Regions from separate parts of the Mus musculus genome. Here regions 2 and 3 are each linked to region 1. Evidence: chromatin contacts called from public Hi-C data. All regions are on one chromosome and are shown on one strand. Each heading gives the region's core, a stretch centred on a gene start, on an enhancer-like site or on the middle of the called end of the contact. The rest is flanking DNA. Distances are from core to core; before and after follow the strand shown.

Evidence for each region. A called contact is a pair of places that touch in the nucleus more often than the background predicts.
Region 2: a contact with region 1 is called in a Hi-C map of pancreatic cancer cells, with 2.6 times the contacts expected there. The contact joins the promoter of Cavin2 here to the enhancer-like site in region 1. A contact is called at or near these places in 3 of 39 promoter capture datasets (embryonic stem cells, epiblast stem cells and neural stem cells), 1 of 15 datasets of contacts at CTCF or cohesin (the NIH/3T3 cell line), 3 of 484 Hi-C or Micro-C datasets (adipose-derived mesenchymal stem cells, embryonic fibroblasts and pancreatic cancer cells), 1 of 115 datasets of contacts at active chromatin or transcription factors (the NIH/3T3 cell line) and 2 of 9 other capture datasets (adipose tissue and liver).
Region 3: a contact with region 1 is called in a Hi-C map of pancreatic cancer cells, with 4 times the contacts expected there. The contact joins two enhancer-like sites. A contact is called at or near these places in 1 of 15 datasets of contacts at CTCF or cohesin (the NIH/3T3 cell line), 3 of 484 Hi-C or Micro-C datasets (cortical neurons, nephron progenitors and pancreatic cancer cells) and 1 of 9 other capture datasets (embryonic stem cells).

What each region holds. Positions count from the first base shown.
Region 1 is chr1:51,063,789-51,067,199 of GRCm38.p6, forward strand. The region is part of intron 4 of Tmeff2 (transmembrane protein with EGF-like and two follistatin-like domains 2); the gene reads left to right. Among named protein-coding and RNA genes, the nearest start is that of Tmeff2, 140 kb to the left of the region's middle. Within about 2 kb of position 1,708, at least 22 of the 459 cell types and tissues checked have an H3K27ac peak or open chromatin away from gene starts, as enhancers often do. A contact at or near this core is called in the NIH/3T3 cell line, adipose-derived mesenchymal stem cells, embryonic fibroblasts and 1 more, where this site is marked.
Region 2 is chr1:51,287,347-51,290,757 of GRCm38.p6, forward strand. It overlaps Cavin2 (caveolae associated 2), which reads left to right and starts at 1,780. Exons shown (of 2, transcript NM_138741.1): 1 at 1,780-2,522. The coding sequence starts at 2,040. All of the region lies in intron 2 of 9330175M20Rik (RIKEN cDNA 9330175M20 gene), which reads right to left.
Region 3 is chr1:51,263,738-51,267,148 of GRCm38.p6, forward strand. All of the region lies in intron 2 of 9330175M20Rik (RIKEN cDNA 9330175M20 gene), which reads right to left. Among named protein-coding and RNA genes, the nearest start is that of Cavin2, 24 kb to the right of the region's middle. Within about 2 kb of position 1,499, at least 67 of the 459 cell types and tissues checked have an H3K27ac peak or open chromatin away from gene starts, as enhancers often do. A contact at or near this core is called in the NIH/3T3 cell line and pancreatic cancer cells, where this site is marked.

The DNA of each region.
Region 1 (3,411 bases), core at 458-2,957:
GCAATTTTGTGATGAGGACATACATATTTATAGAACTTCTTCCAAAATAAAAATCATTTTTTGTAATTTAGTAACAAGATGATGGCAGTTATTACAAATACACTGAATAAAATCATTTATTAACTCTTTATATAGGTAAAGATTTTTTAAAAACCTTCAAAGTCTATCAAGAATTACTTTGGAATCAAGTTCCTATTGACTATAAATAGAAGGAGAAAAGCACTGTTATAATTGTTCAAAACTAATCATATTAGAGTTTGCATAGAATACAACTAATATTCGATATTTCCCCAGGTTCATAATAGTTGGAGTGGGCTTGAAACTGGACCTGTGGGTCACATTTTCAACCTCAAAATCTTTTTTTATACTATCTGATAATTAAAAGGATCATTTGACACTCAATGCACAGAATATTTTTACTTGCCTATGTTTCTGTTATTTTTAATGTTGATGCTATGCTTAATGTAAACAACACATCTTATATGTAGAACAAAATGCTGACCTAAAGCTTCATGGAGAGAAAATGGAAGCTGTACAATGACTGGCAAAGTTAGTATCATCTGGGAAGAAAATCAAAGTGCAACAGAGCAAACATGGTGTAACCATTGTAGAGCATATGCTGGCAATAAAGGGAGACGATGAAAGATACAAATACATGCTACGAGGGAGGCAAGTAGGCCAAGTGTTATGTAGATAAGGAAAACAAGCAGAATCTGAGGCGTGAGAATGCTTGTGACTTTGGAATTTATTAATAACACCGGCCAGTGATTTATTAGTCTGTTTTCCATAGGTAAAGCTACAGTTACAAATGACTTCAGAATCTCAGAAGCTTGCAGTGTCTATGGCATATTTCTTCCTTCATTGCTGTGGTCAGCTGTGGCCCTGGCCCATACATCTTCTCATACTGGAGCTGGCTGAAAGAACAGCACATATTTTATCATGTGTCCTTTATATAAACAGAAAAAGCAAGAATGTACAAGTGCACATGATGGCTTTCTCACAGCTTCAAGCCAGTGTGTTCTCTGTTGCTCTCACATTTCAATGCCAGCTCATGTCAGAATGCAAAGTGTGGCATCATAGAAATATAGGTCAGACAGCCATGACATGAGGCATATAATTCTTTCATTCTGAAATAAGAAAGAAATAATGGATACAAATGATGCAAACTGCTCTGGAAATGATTTTTTCCAGGAGTGTTTTCCATGAAGAATGTGTACTCCAGGCATATCTTTAAGAGTTAGGGCACACCTAGGTCAAAAGTCAACCATTTATGAATGATCGACAGAGCATTAGTAATGAATTATTTGTCATTTTGCTAGTTAAACTAACAGAAAAGAGCAGGATGGCCGTTAAAGTAAATTTCCATATGTTCATAATTTTTATCATGAGGGTACAAAGAAATATGATCATAACAGTGTAAAGCTTAGGAGAGAATCATTAGAAGTGTACTCTCAATGATTGCTAAAACAAGGTGATAACATAATTATTAAAGATCCATATTGTTATTTCAGAGCAACTACCAAAGTAATAACATAAAGGAATGCAGCTTCCATCCCAAGAATCATTAGATGAGATAAAATAAAACAAAGTTTATAAAATTATTAATTCATCAAAAATAAATAAACAAATATTAAAGCACAACATGGAAAAGAGGGACAAAATGTCATGATGGAAAATATGAACCAAACACAAGCATGCTTTGAAACCTAGTGTTTGTATACTAGTCATTAAGGTGGAATGAGTGACTGGACACTCGTGTTTACACAAAATTACGCAAACTGGGGTTTTTTTAATGACTCAAATATATGTTGTTTACAAGAAATGCCTTTTAATAATTTTTATGAAAAATTAAAATCAATTCTTAAAGAGAGACTCTTAAACAAACTGAAAGAAAGAGATTAGGTATACTAAATTTGAAACAAAGCAAAAGAAATCAGGTGATAGGAATAGAAAAGTCAGGTGACTCATGATTGGAGAGTCTTACTACATTCCAGAGACATTTCAGAAGATTAGTCAAAACACAAAGAACAAGAAGCAACCTTACAGTCACCAATATGGATTTCTGTGTTCTTCTCACTAGCAGATACCATAGAAACCAAAACCACCACATTTATACAGACGCTGAGTAACACTATCAGTCATGAGCTACTTAACATCAGTAAGAAATTATTCCCCACAAGAGCTACATACATTTTCGAAGAAGCAAGTTGTAATTCCCAAGGTGCTACATAGACCTTGTCTTGAACTGTAAAACAATATTTAATAAATTTGAAAATATTAAATAATGTTTCTATTCATGACAAAATAAAGTATTGAATTGAATTAATAAACCAAAAAGTAAAACAATAAACCTTTAAAGATGCTTAAATATTGGAATCAGAAACAAAATAGTAAGTAATCCATGGGTTACAGAAGAAACTTCAAAGGATGCATAAAAATGGATATTTCAAGGGAAATACAGAGATGTCAGGATGTGTAGGGAACAGTTAATGCAACTTGTGTTTGGAGATTAGCCTATAGTACCTCTATTAGAAAATAAGGTGTTAATGAATTTGAAACATAATGAACTACATCCTAAGAATGTAGCACAAAGGAAAGAATAAAAGTAAAAGCAGAACTCACTAAAATGAGAGAATTATGTTCCATCATGCAAAAAAAAAGTCAAATTTATGATAGAAGTCATTCTAGTACATCTATACTGGATAATAACAAGCAGTGGACAAGGCATCCTCTTCCTACACTTCTGTCTCTTTTCAGTGTAGACTCTGTATACTCCTAAACGAAGTATGCAGAACACTAGAAAAGAAAATTAAAGTTACAACAAAGCATAACAAGTACGGAAATGCTGAACATAGTCCAGTAACATATTAAGAAGTCAATATACTAAATCAGGCTTCATTTTTCCCAAGAGTGTAAGGTTAGTTTAACATGTGAAAATTAATGCATCTTGTCACACTTACAGATCAAGAGAAAATCACACTTGGGGGAGAAAGATTCTCAGTCTTCACATGAAACACGAAATTCAATTTGAGGTCGATCAAAAACCTGAGCTTAAAACTAAACCTTAACATTTATAAAAGCAGAGAGGTAAAACCTTTGAGTAGAAGTCTTTCTAAACGTGACATAAAAATAAAAGTCATGAAAGGAAAACCTTGGTTTCATCTAAATAAACACTTCTGCTCACATTTAAGGAAGGAAAAAATTATAAGACGTAGCTGGGCAAATGTTCATATCCAAAATATATTAACACATCTCCAAATTTGAGAATAAAAGTAAAACACCATCAGCCACAATATTTTACTTCGTGACAGTAAAACTTCTACTGTGAAGTTCAAGAGACTTAGAAACATATGCATGAAATGCTGTTCATAGGAATGCTGGCGGGATGGGGACAGTGGCTCAGGAATTAAA
Region 2 (3,411 bases), core at 530-3,029, 220 kb after region 1:
TTTGGTATCTCACCACCATCCTTCTAACTGATCTATCTGATTGTACAGTATCCAACAAAGCAATGCAAGATTCATGTGAATCAATACAAAATCAGAGTCAAGTGATTATGATATGAAATTGCAAATTTTCCAATGTGGAATCATAAAAATTGATGAAGGTAATGTCAGAGGAGCCCTTGAGCCATGGGCAGCTCCTATAACAGATGAGAATCTGCAGCTGTAATAGTTAACATTTGGGAGGAGAAATCTCTGTGAGTGACAGCAGGATAAGAGCTTCATCGGCAATGACTGGGATGTCGCCATGGAGGAGAGGCCCTTGAAAAGCTGATAAAGTCCTCCGATATTTTTGAAATAATGACACTCTCTGATTTGCCCACAAACGTCAAATGTAAAAAAGATGTGCTATCATTATATCGTATAATTTTGTTAGAAAATTAAGCTTCTGAAAATCAACACCAGATTCATGGTTTTTGCTTTTAATATTTAACACATCAGTGTCCAACTAAAATACACAAAATATAAGTTGTTTGTTTGAGAAACTTTTTAAAAAAATTCTTAAAAGGTACAAGCAATCAAATCTTCTTTTGGCATTTTGTAATCTTGGTTCCTAAAGGTCTCACTTTAAGTGTTATCTACCAATTATCTGAGGAAACTGGGAGCCTCTATAATGTCTTTAATGCATCTTCCTAATGAGCAGGTACTCAGTGAGGGACCTGGCACATGCTCTGTGAATGTTACATATGACTAAGTGTAAGGCAACCAATGAATATACCACCATAAGATCTACTGTTTCTTCGGCATACACAGAGGTATTGCCGTTAAGGCAATGTCCCACGATCAGTTCCTGACCCAGTACTAGCTGACATTTGTTCTTGAAATCCTTCATGGCATGCCTGTCACAAACCTTCAGCCAAAAGCACTTTCACAATCTGGATACATTTAAGACCAATTCAAGCATGTAAAGTCATTTTAGGAAGTGAGTCCCACATCCCAAGGGCCCGGCTAAGGAGGGCCACATGTGAGAACAGGTGTGCCACTTCACTGAGCAAGAACCTGGAAATGTCAAGCGTTAGAACCACTCCAACTCAACCTGGCTTGCAGTCACACTTCTGGACCTGTGTCAATAAATGCCTCGCAAAGATGGGGACTGAGAAATGCTCTGCATGAATTCAGAATTACTGGAAACAAACCAGCACTTTTTTTTCTCCAAAGGGACTACTTGAGGAGAGGGTCTCTGCCTTCCATCTTCTAAGAAAGCATTCATTTAAGAGATTTCCATCTCTTACAGAACAGTTCACAGTATGCAACACCACTTGCTTTGACATCCCTGAGTCTAAGCTCTTTCAAGTTGGATTGCATGCCATCTTGCAAGAGGACAGGACACCAAGCTGAGTTCCTTGTCAGTTTCAGAATAATCTCCTGTGCTTTGCAAATGAGAAACTAATAGCACGAACCTGGCCCTGGCGTCACAGACCCTTTCAACTCGGCGCCTCCCCTAAAGGGCACTCGGTGTTCTGCAACCTATCAGTCAGCTCTGGGGCAAGAGCAAACAATTCCTTTCTGTTACAATAACTTGTATCCAGGAAAAAAAACAGGCGCTCTGTAACATAGCAGCCAGAGAAAAGTTTACTAGATTTAGCCAATCAGAGGCTGGGGAGCTCTGCCAAGTTAACATGTTTCTCTCCGCCTCTAAATGAACTCATGATTGAAATATGGCATTGAACTTTTTTTTTTTTTAAGGGAAGGGGTGTAGGAAAGAAAAGCCACTGCAGAAAAGAACTCGGGCTTGTGCGGAGTGTGGCTAGGAAGTGTGTGCTTGTCACTGAACCCTGAGTGGGTCCTGTAACCTTTGCCTTCCACTGGGTGGAGCAGGTCCTTTAAGAGCAACTGGAATGCAGTTCCCCTGATCAGCTTAGCCAGTTATTCAAAACCTCTGCTAGCCCTAGAGAGCAGTGCTCACTTCAGACCAACCAGCCTCCTGTGCTTCTAGCTTGAGCAAGAAGTTTCCAGCGGGGAAGTAAGTTTCTAGCTGCCCAGCCATGGGAGAGGACGCTGCACAGGCAGAAAAGTTCCAGCATCCAAACACAGACATGCTCCAGGAGAAGCCATCCAGCCCCAGCCCAATGCCTTCCTCCACACCGAGCCCCAGCCTGAACCTGGGGTCCACAGAGGAGGCCATCCGAGACAACTCGCAGGTGAATGCTGTCACCGTGCACACACTCCTGGATAAATTGGTCAACATGCTGGACGCCGTGAGGGAGAACCAGCACAACATGGAACAGCGTCAGATCAACCTGGAGGGCTCGGTGAAGGGCATCCAGAACGACCTCACCAAGCTCTCCAAGTACCAGGCCTCCACCAGCAACACAGTGAGCAAGCTGCTAGAGAAGTCTCGCAAGGTCAGCGCTCACACGCGGGCTGTCCGGGAGCGCCTCGAGAGGCAGTGTGTCCAGGTGAAGAGACTGGAGAACAACCACGCCCAACTCCTCCGACGCAACCACTTCAAAGTGCTCATCTTCCAGGTCAGTGTCCCCAGCATACCCCTCCACCTACTTGAGCTCAGTCCTCCGAGCTTTCAAGGCCATCTTCCCATCTGCCCTGCCAGTCAAGCTTCTCTCTCACACACAAAGCTTTGTCTTCTAGCTGCCTGCTGCAGGCAACTGTGAAATGTGGCCATAAGGATTGGAATCTCCCCCATCCTTCAGGCAATGCCTGTGTGCCTGGCAAGCTGGGGACATTTGTCAGTGAACACCTAGATGCACTTGGTTAAGGGTGAGAAACTGAGCAGGTGCGGGCACCCACTCTAGTCAAATTCATTTGTCTCTTTTCATTAGGAACTTGCGGCTGCGATTGCAGCTGTTAGCTGGACAGGGCAAATTAATCCAGTGGCTGTTTATTAACTCTTAGTGGAAGTGAGGTAACTGTGTGAAGGATTTGTTTTCTTTTGCTCTGACCAAGACACACACAACCTTTAAACCATCCTTTTTCCAAGGGCCCCTGGTGTTTGGGAAATTACCAGAATGGAAAGTTGAACTAGTCTTGTTCTTGAAGTCATCTTTTGTCAAAGCAATCTCTAGTTTGTCTCTAGAAAATGATGCCAATAAATGTGGGAAGCAAAGTATAGCTCCTTACAGACATGTTAATTATGTCCCCTCATTGCTCAAGCTGCAACTACAAAGTGAAATAAAAGAAACGTTATCAGTGGCTGCCACAAAGACCAACTTTGAATATCTTCCCCTTCAAATAGTTGCCTTACCGTGAAAAGGACACTTAATTTTTTTTAATGCATCAATGATGCAATTTATGTAGCAAAGGCTATCTGGGGACAGGAAGATTGCGTGGAACTGTTATTCAGCCAAGTGGTGGGCATCTGTAAATCTAAGGGCTGCCCTGCCTAATGCTGGAAGCCCT
Region 3 (3,411 bases), core at 249-2,748, 200 kb after region 1:
TTAAAATCCCAGAGGGCCACCCTTTGGTAACAGGTTCCTCATTGCCCTCTGCATAAGGCTCCTTCCCATCTTGTTGTTACACCCAATGCTGCACACTCCCTCTGTCCCAGAATGCAATGTCTTTTAGGACCTGTCCCCTCTTCCTCCTTATGTTAACAAGCCACTTGTAGTCACGTAAAAACTTAGTTTGGAGATGGAGCTCATGCTATTGACTTCAAGTACCTTGCTCAACTAGCTAAGCAGCTGACCACAACTCCCAACTGGGCAATAGATATATTCGATTTGTTTTCTAACCTTTGAAGAACAGCAGCCCCAGTGACTCTTTACTTACCTAAGGGCCACTTCTCTGATAGCTTCAAATGTCTAGGACACCACTGAGAACCAAAGATGGATAAGAAAAAGCCTCAGAGAAATGTTTTCAAAGGTCTCCAAAAGGCAAGAGTCCATGTTAGCAAGCCTGTCCACTAAAGTCCATGCACCTGACTACAGAGACTTCTTTCTGCTCCCTTCAAAGATACAACTTCTCAGTGCAAACAAATTCCAAATCTTACCCAAACTGAACATTTAGGCCTCCTTGACCAGAGGTCTGTGATTAAATAGCACATACCATCAGGTCTGGCTATCCAAACTTTCCAAAAACTAAGCACTTCAACTCAAAGTTTCGTTCTAGGAAGTTTTCCCCTCTTCCTCCTTACTTCACACTGCTTAAACCATGTGTGTTGAAGAGCGTAGAGTGTTTGCCACACAAACCTCGTGATTCTGAGTGAGATCTCTGGAACCCATATAAATATGGAAGGGCAGAAATGACATCACAAAGTTGTCCTTTATCCTAATACACATACATACATACACACACACACACACACACACACACACACACACACACACACACACAAATATGAAGAATAGGAGGTGGTGGTGGAGGAGGAAGAGGAGGAAGAGGACAAGGAGCAGGAGTGTAGTTTATGCAAAATAAAGTTTTTCCTAAGAGTTAAAAATCTTCTCTGACATTGTTCAAAATCATGGCACCTACAGAGATTCTGCATGGCCTCTTTGGCCCTCTAAAAAGTGCCCCCCAGTCAAATCACTACTATATTTTTTCCCTGGTTCTCTGGTGTAGCTCATCAAATTCCAGCTTGTGAAATGCCTAGGGGTCACAATTTTGAATGTGGCCTTCTTCCCTAGACACACATCTAAATCCTTGACAAAACCCGGTTCCATCTCCTATTGTCCTGACTCTAACAGTGCTCTGCGTTCAAACATGATGCTAGTCTCTCTCACATCTTCTATTAGTGCTATCCTGGGAAGCAAAGTGTGTTGAAAAAAAAATTAAAAAAAAAAAAAAAGACAATAACAAGGAACAGATTGCAAGAAAAAAACAGGAATCTGCTGGTGCCTCCCTCGGATTTGCCCCTTTGCTGTCATGCACTGGGGTGTGAAGAAGCACAGCTTGGGAGGAATTTGGCCTACTCTGTAAAGGTCATGAAAGTTTCCAACAGAAAGTGCTGACTCATAGTCCATACATCCTGATATTTCAGCGTGTTCAGGAAAAATGCAATCCACTCCAGCACACCCTTTCTTTCCATGGTTTCTTGCCAGTTCACTTGTGAGTGTTACCACAAAGGGCAGTTCAACAGCCAAGGTGAGGGAAGTTGCTGATTTGAACAAAAGTTCAATTGCAGGGCAGGAGGACGCAGGCCCTACTGTGCCTTGTGTTTACCAAAGAGACAGGTTTCATCAAAACAGAGAGATCTCAAACATGCAGCTCAGAGTTTTGGCATTTTTCAAAGCAAATTTTTAGAGACTGCCTTTCTTCCTGGGTTCTGTACACACACATTTGCACGCACACACAAACAGCAGCTTTGAAATTGTATGGTATTGTCTCAGAACTTGAAGCACGGCCAGTTTTTGACCTTCACTTCCCAACACTTCAGGAAACAGGAATTCTCACACCCTTGGGCCTCTTAGTAAAACAAGCCCCTGGAAAACTCTCCAAAAAAAAAATACTTGATTGTACATACTGCATGCATATCATTCTCTCTTCTCTCTCAAAACATGCAAGATCACACATTCTAGATCTTGATACAAACTCCTAACAATCAAACAATATGCTATGCAACAGACATATACAACACACGCCATCAAGTTGCCATCTGCAGGCGAGTCTAGGAAACATGGACTAAACAGCATTTGCTTCCCAGGGGTATAGAGAAACAGCCCCCACCCTTGCTCTGTACTTCTAGGATAACACTCAACACTCAGATTCCAAGACTGAGGGGACTGACCAAGCCTTAGTGCGTTCCCACTCCAGCGTGCCTGACAAAGACTAGGATCCTTGACAAGAGGACTGGCAGGAGAGAGGTGTGGTTCCCAAGAGAAAGCAGAACATTGTTATCAGAGGAAATAGCATTCCATTCATGGCAGGAAAACTGAGAGATTAGCTCTTAAGCAAGCAGAGTAATATCCAACCTCAGCCAGACCTTCAACAGTTGTACAGGCTATGATAAGGAGCAGGATGCTTAGCTGCTGTTGTGAGCTTTCCTCCATTTAAGACTGTGGCCCTAAACACAGTAAGGCCACCATTATTAAGAAGGCAGGATACCTTAGTATGCTCATGGAAAAAGAGATTTCCCCCAAGCCTTTTGTCAATTCTCTGTCAAAATGAAAATTGAGCAAAAAGTTATTTTGTTTTTTCAGTGCAGGTTTGCTCTGTGTATCCCTGGCTGTACTGGAACGTGCTCTGTAGATCAGGCTGGCCCAAACTCAGAGACCTGTCTGCTTCTGCTTCCTGAGTACTGTGATTAAAGAGGTATGTCACCATGCCTAGTTAAGCAAGAAATTTTTAATTCACAAAATTACAGAGGCTGGGAGTATAGTTGATAGTAGAACACTTATCTATCATGCCTTTGGCCTCAGAGTTGATTCCCAGGTTAGAAATGGGGAAAGGAAAGAGTATACAGACTGTGCAGGAGGTCTCTAAATCTACAGGAGCTTGTTTCTTGTTGTTGTTGTTTTGTTAGCTTGTTTGTGTGTTTCTTGTGTACATATGTTTTGTCATGACATAGCTGTTTCTAGCAGAACAATCTGCTTTATATAGAGTGAAAATCTGTTTACCTTTGAAACTGTAGAAATAAACTGCATTCATATTTGGCAACTTCTCAAACACTTGAATTATGGCTATGACCTCCTTCTAAAACACAATAATAATAATTGACCATTTTAGGCTTGAACACCTCCCATTTCTTTGAATAGTTTCTCCTGAAATGCTGCTACGCATCCATCCCTTTGGCCCCCTGCTGTGGATGTACTAGTTGTTCAGAGACTAGGGTTCGACCTACCCTGTTCCCGAACGGGATTCCAGACACAGAGAGTTCCACTTGGTCAGTATCACTTTAAGAAATATGATGCCCA